Regions from separate parts of the Zea mays genome. Here region 1 is linked to region 2. A link is a contact called in public Hi-C data. All regions are on one chromosome and are shown on one strand. The core of a region is the stretch at or near the end of the contact, and the rest is flanking DNA. Distances in the headings are between cores, read along the strand shown. Region 1 holds the start of LOC100282101. Region 2 holds the start of LOC100501077.

Region 1 (3,508 bases), core at 964-3,463, 220 kb before region 2:
TTATTACTTGATATCTTTCTCAGCCACACTTACCTGTGGATGAAAGGTATGTGAATCTATGTCATTTATAAATGTACATTAGTGAAATTGAAAGTGCTAATACTGTTTGAAGAAAATGTGTCGCTGCCGTTGTATTTTCTTTTCTTTTTAATTCTGCCTTGCTTGGAAATTATGCAACACATGCCGCTTGCTATTTTTTCAGTTAGATTATAATGCTTGTTACCTGCTGTTTGAATTTAGCTAACTGCACCAATGGGGACCCTGAGGAGAGCTGTTGCTGAGATGCAGATGGAGAATTTTGAAATGTGATTGGTCGTGGGCAATGTGTTTCATGTCGCTGTTAATTTGCGTCTCAGGAATGGAGCTTCAATTTCGATGGGACCAGGTCGCAACATTCGTTAAGCAGCCAGATGGCTCCCCTGTTCGGCTAGAGAGGACGATATTGCTGCTTCCGCTACTTGATATATGACATTGTAAGTGTGTGACTGTCGTCACAGATATCTATTGATGTGATTGAAATACATATGTATGGATGCATTTTTAATGTTTGCTTGTATGGTCTGCATTGTAAGACTACCAATGGCACATGCACTTTGTTTCTGTGTTGATCCATATTTTGACAGATCAATGTACAACCGTTCATTGTTTCTTATGTGTGAGAACTGAAGTATATAACTAATTCATCAAGTGTTTGGCACTTTTCTAGGATCAATGTATTCCCTCTATATGATGATTGATTAAACCTCTACTCTGAACTGCAGATTGCAACATACTTTGTGTTTCTATGAATATATATGTGATGTCTTTTCCTCCCAGCTGTTTTTGGATTGATTTTCTACAATTTATTGTGTTATTAGTGGTTTTGTTGCCATTATGGTAGCTAATTTTATTTACAAGCTGGTACTATATGATGATTCAACTAATTAACCATGCTACTTATGTAAGAAGCGTATCGTTCCTACTTTTGCAGATAGTCTTCTAGCTGTTTGCTTGTAAATTTGTTTTTTCCGGTTCTAAATATCTTGTGAATCATTTATATTCTCATTTTATATATCTATACTTTCCATTCCTACTTTTGCAAATAATCTTCTGTCTGTTTGCTGGTAAATTTGTTTTTCCAATTCTAAATATCTTATGACTCATTTATATTGAGCAGGTGTTTACAAATAATGTTCTCATCGGCTCATACTCATGTGGTCTTTTAAGCCCTGCCTCTACATGGACGCCGACCTCGCTTCCGTGGTCACAGCGCTTCGGACCTGCACCGATGTCGCACACGTGCTCCTGCAGTTCCGCCTCGCCTGGTGCGACAAGCTCGTCTCGGACGCCCGCTCCGTCAAGGGCATCTGCTTCGACCTCTTCATCATTAGGGGTGGAAACATAGCTTTCAATGCATTCTGGAGGTGCGCGATGCAATCAATATTATCCATGCTTGATAAATGATGACAATGGTGATGGTCATGATATATGGTTAATATTGTATTGATTTTTTTCCGAGTTTTAGGCTGAAATGTTGTTTGCTTGAATGGAGATATTTCATTGTTCACTTGGTTCTTGTGACAGAGTTAATTACCTTATTTCAGTGCTTTCTTAGTACTTTTTTGAGATTTGAGTTGTAAATAACACTTCCCCAATCGTGCTGTCATTATAACTCAATAAAAAATTATTAAAATCATATATAAAAGTCTATATGTTACTAATGATTGTAATGTAATGGTGAAATAGCTAGATTAAAATAACAAAATTTATGTATGAGTAGGATCATAAATGGATTTCGAAACATTTTCTCATAACAATACTACACACATTTGTACATAAATTATCGTACATAAATTATCGTGTTATTATACGTTTCCGTTGCAACGCATGGACACTCAACTAGTAACTCTAAAATTTGCTTCAGAGTTTAGATTGACTTCTTATAATTAATGATGGTAGCAAATAAATGACTCCAAGCTCTATATTTATGTTGTTTTCTTAGATTTTCGTAGTAGTAAAAGAGTTAATTAAAAAAATTTATACCGTATATCTGAAAACTCTATAAACTTTATAACTCTGAAGTTAAATTGTTTGGCTGACTCACTATTTGTCGGAGTTTTGTTGAGTTATGCGAAACACGCTCTAAAATTGGGAGGGAGGTTCCAACCGTACGGGTCCCACTAAAAGCAGCTTAATAAAGCAAAATAAAAATGAGAAACAGCAAAGAAAAACACAAGACCTCCTATTCACCATGCCGACCGAAGAGGGTTCCGACGGCGGTGGCGGCGCCGGAGCCGGAGCCGGGGAGAAGAAGAGCTCGCAGGCGCCCGCAAAGCCTGGAGCGTGCGGCGCCGCAAAGTTCCTCGCGGGGTTGCCGTCGCGCGGCAACTTCTCTTCCGGCTCCGCCCCCTCCAATCTGGTACGGACCCTCACACTGGAAGCCCCCAATGGCTACTTTCTTCGCGCGCACTGTGAGGCGCCTCGATTTGCGCGGCAAAGTGTGTTTTAAGCCCGTTCTTTCTACTGTGATCTGCGCAGGGAGGGTTCAGGGTTTACGTCTGCGAGCACAGCACAGATCCCCCAGGTCAGTGGAGTTCCGTTACGATTCTCTCAAGAATCAACGAGATCTCGCCTTACATTTCTCATTTCTCTTTGTTTGCTAGTTCTTTTTATTATTTTATGAATTTGATTGTTCTATTGGTGTTAATGTTTTTCTGTGCTCAAATCCATGAAATGTTTTTGCTCTAGGGTGTAATGGTTTGCTCTCTGGACTGAAATTGTAATGTCGCTTGTATTGTGTTCTGGAGAAATTGGACATGCTTATGATGCTTAAAATATGTTTTATGCACTTCGGTAGTGTATAAATAAGTAAACTTTAGCCCTAGCAATTCTCGTTTTGCTTTCCATGGTGGGTGAAAGCTTATGTTGTTCTTTTTCCATGGAAGGTGTGCATAGAGTTCTCAGAGTACCTGTCTAATTACAATGACTTGCTATTTGGTTTACTGGATTGCTATTTGGATTAGAAATGGTAATGTTATGCTTAATATACTCAAAATGTATGTGACTTGATATGCTAGTGCTTATGCTTCAAAGCATAATTTGTTAAATACACTGCTAGTTTGAAACGTTCTCAGTGTTGATGCGTTCTTGAGACTATGCATAACAAAGCTGTTGGCTTTAGCTTCTTGTCACTTCCTTTATGAAGCAGTATCAGTTGAATGCTTAAAAACTGATGATCTGTTCATCCAGTTGGTTTTTTCCCACTTTCTACGTGGCAGAAACTCAAGAGTGACATCTTCACGATCCAAGTTCTTCAGTGACATTTTAATGCTTTGCATGATATATTGAATTTTTGTATGCATGATCTTGTTGCTTTTGTCTTGTATTATATTCATTTTTTGGTCAGTCTTTGCTTGTTTGTTCTGATGGCGGAAATATTGCTATGAATCTTTCATTCGTGCAAAATGTCATATTCTAGGGCTTCTTAAAATTTCTTTCTCTGATTTTAATTAGTGTTCCAGAGCATTAT
Region 2 (3,930 bases), core at 1,275-3,774:
TTTACTCTTACAGTCCTCCTTCAGTCACATTGTGAATCCAACTAATCCATTTGGAACAAAAACCTCTTTTATAAAGGCAATAGAAAAGAAACTCCCAACGAACTTTGTCATAAGCTTTTTCAAAATCAAGCTTAAGAATGATCCCAACCTCCTTTTGTTTTTTGTCTCATGCAAGATTTCATGAAGGGTCATCGTCCCACACATGATACTTCTCCCAATCTCCCTTTCATAAAGGCAGTCTATTGTTTGTTAATAAGTTTTTGAGCATCACGTTCAATTCGCATAGTCAAGATCATAGTAATCCATTCGTATAAACAATCAGTAAGCAAATGGGCCTATATTGTTGGATCTTTGAAGCTTCCTTGACCTTAGGGAGAAGGGAAATGATATCGTAATTAATTTTACTTACATTGATCTTTTTCACTATGAAACTCTTCAAACACCTCAATTATGTCTTTCCTTATAATGCCCAACAACTTTGATAGAATTCAGAAGGAATATTGTCAAGCGAATCAGCTTTATTTTTTCCATATGGAACAAAGCTCTCTTGATTTCATCCTTATAGAAAGGTCTACAAAGATTATAATTGCCAATCTCATCCAAATTGTCTACATTATCCCAAATATCATCATCTATTTGAAACAAGTTGCCTGGGACATGGCCAAAAAGATCAGAGTAGTACATGGTAGCATGCTCTACCAAATTATCTTATCCTTCAATTCCCTTGACATCCTCTTCAAAAACTCAATATATATATATTCCTTTTTTTGCCATTGGCAACTCTATGGAAAATTTCATTGTTACCATCGCCCTTAAAAAGCCAAGTTTCATGATATCTCTGTTTCAGTAAATCTACTCTTCCTCCATCATCATCATATTTTAACCTAACATCCTGACTTTTTGTTCCGTCTAGGGGCCATTTAGGCCCCTCTCCTCCTCAATCCGCTCCAGCTCGGCTAACCAAAATTGGTTTTGATTGTTCCTTTTTTTTCCTTTTTCTACCTTTTTCATTCCAGTCCTAGCTTTTTAGAAACTATTTGCAAAGCTCCAGCTTTTGCTGAACTTTATCAAGAGCACTCTTAGTTCTACAAGGCTTCCCCCCAGATTCTTTCTATATTTTCCAAAAACTTTGGATGGGAGAGCCAACCAATTTCAAAATGAAAGACAGATTGTTTATTATCATTCACTGTTTTAGTTAACATGACTGGGGGGCTGTGGTTAGATAATTCCCGAGGGAGCTTTCTAACGTGGACCAAAGGATAAATGACCTCCCACTATTTGCTCGTAAAAATAGGGTTGGGTCATTTTGTGGCTATTTGACCAAATGAAGCCTCCACCAGGCATCTGGATCTCTATCAATTCATACTTATGAATCAAATCATTGAAACGGTCAGAATGCTTATGCATACCACCTTTTTATTTTTTTCATTAGAAATATATGATTAATTGAAACGATTTTTGAAACTTGTACACATTTAAAAAACACAAATGCAATCAGTGTAAATGGAACAACCAACTCTATACTCTATGATTAATTGATTTAATTTAGAAAACAATGTTTATCTAAAGTAAAATTCCAACCATATTATTAAGGCTCTCTTTGGAAGCACCAAGTTTTTAAGAAGCTGGTTTATAGAATTTGAGGTGGTTTCAAACATACCAGTTTATAACTCAGTTTATAGAAATTAGACGCTCAGTTCCTTAAAAACCAAGAAGTTGGTCTCTTCTAGCTAAAAGATAAAATATGGTTCTTAAAAACTGGGTTGCTTTCAAACATAGCCTAAGAGCATCTACAAGAGAGGCTTTAAACATGATCCTATTTTAAATATATGGCTTAAAACAATAAAACATCCTTCTAACAACGACCCTAATTTATAAAATTTCATCAAAGGATTATAAGACTCGTTCTCTCGGATCCTAAATATAGTATCCCATATACTGGAGCCATATCTTCATTTTCACTTATTTTCCAACTATTTATTTTCTAATAATATGATTTATTTGCTAAATAACATTATTTAAAACCTGACTGTTGGAGTAAACATTTTTTTGAACCCTACATATATTCAATATGGTTCTATTTTAAAATTTTCGACTCTATTTTAGGGTTTATTGTTGGAGATGCTCTAAGAGTACACAATAATCTAGAAAAACTGAGAACTCATAGTTTTAATTGTCCTCCATGTGAACACCCAAATTCCAAAAGAAATATGATGCGACGAAAATTCCTATGAAGTGGATCTCGGACTTGAAGTTAAGTTATATTTTTATTTATTTATTTATTTTGCAAAATATACTAATACCTTCGAATGTGGGCCGATCTTATGCCCAAATCTCGAATCCCGAACACCAACTCAGTCCAACCTAGCCCATGGGCCATGTAACACCACCACAGTTGCCTGCTGCGCGGGAAGCCGTTGCCCATTGGCGCCAAAATTTCCCGCCACTCCCGCCTGCCCGCTCCACCACCTCCCCGTCATAACATCCCACACCGCTCCATTTCTCCCGCCCCCGTCTGCCCTCCGCCCCCTAAACCCTAGCCGTTTCCCATAGCCGCTCGCCCCAGCCTCCTCTGCCCAGAGACTTTTCTTTGCGGCCGAAATGGTAAGCGCTCGAGTTCTCCGCCTCGTCCTCCTACCGCGCTTGCGTCGCTGCAAGATCTGATCTCCTCTTGCTGTGGTTTTGTGGCGTTTTCGTCGTGCAGGATGACTCGGAGAACAACGCACCCTCGACGCCGGGGTCCCCCGGGTTCAGCACCGACCGGCTGCCACCCAACACCACCACCAGCCGCGGCGCCACCGACCCGTCATCTTACTCCGACGACGATGGCGAAGCTGAGGTCGATCCTCACGTGCTACCCGATGACGACGACCCCGCCGCTGTAGCGGCTCCCGACGAGGACGAGGAGGGGGAGGACCTCTTCAACGACAACTACCTCGAGTAAGCCAACTCGAATCTGACCCGGCCAACTGGGGCTGGTATTTCGGGGATATGCTGTGGGTTTTGGGGCGGTTCGGTAATTGGGACCAGGGGATCTAGTAGATGCCGTGGGTTGATTAGCAGATGCGATGGTTTTTGGCCTGTGGTTTGGTGAGATATCTGCGGTTCAAGGATTTGTTATGATTTACCTCATAATGTAGGCAAATTGTGGCATTTAGAGAAGAAATGGTCAATTTATTGACTAAATTTGTTAAAAAGTCAACTAATTAGATTGTCCTCGGCGGAATGATATTGTACTTATTAGGTAATTGTAGGAGAGTAGCTAACTGAGAGACTTAACTAATATTTGCTGGATTGATTGAAATGAACTTAAATCTACTATGTTTTATTGAAAACAACCAACTTTTAGTTCTTGGTTGTGCATCCAAATTTGCTAAATTTATCGGTCTGAAGGAAACCCACTTAATCCATCTCGAAATTTGCTAAATTGAAGTGCCTTGCATGACTCTCTGCCCATAAACGCAGATACCCAGGCACACCATCTTCGACGAGAGATTTATCAAGTGGCTCTGCTGCCTTGATACGAATTTATGTTTAACTTACACATTGTTAGTTAACTCAAGTTACTGTATGTTCCCAAAATTGGGAATTTGGACTTGCACACTTTGCTTTGAGGGTCGCTGTTGGAGCTTTTATATGATTGCGATGAATGATCCAATATATCTAGCCAACACAAACCATATCTGCTGACTGTCAGTTTTGTTTTTTTGTTTCCACATTCACTCCTTTTTTCCTGATTGCAGTGATTACCGAAGGATGGATGAGCATGATCAATATGAGTCAGTTGGTTTAGATGATTCACTCGAGGATGAGAGGAATCTTGATGAAATCATGGCTGATCGAAGGGCCGCGGAAGCGGAGCTTGATGCAAGGGAAGTGAGGACTGGTGCAACAGCTGATAGGAAGCTGCCACGAATGCTCCACGATCAG

The links. Hi-C and Micro-C count contacts between places; a contact is called where the count stands out from the background.
Region 1: a Hi-C map of leaf shows a contact between it and region 2, with 4 times the contacts expected there. The contact joins the promoter of LOC100282101 here to the promoter of LOC100501077 in region 2. A contact is called at or near these places in 3 of 25 Hi-C or Micro-C datasets (ear, endosperm and leaf).

What each region holds. Positions count from the first base shown.
Region 1 is chr4:20,501,331-20,504,838 of Zm-B73-REFERENCE-NAM-5.0, reverse strand. LOC100282101 reads left to right here and starts at 2,213. Exons shown (of 6, transcript NM_001155014.1): 1 at 2,213-2,398; 2 at 2,518-2,563. The coding sequence starts at 2,231.
Region 2 is chr4:20,279,250-20,283,179 of Zm-B73-REFERENCE-NAM-5.0, reverse strand. LOC100501077 reads left to right here and starts at 2,524. Exons shown (of 17, transcript NM_001322403.1): 1 at 2,524-2,604; 2 at 2,705-2,940; 3 at 3,744-3,930. The coding sequence starts at 2,602.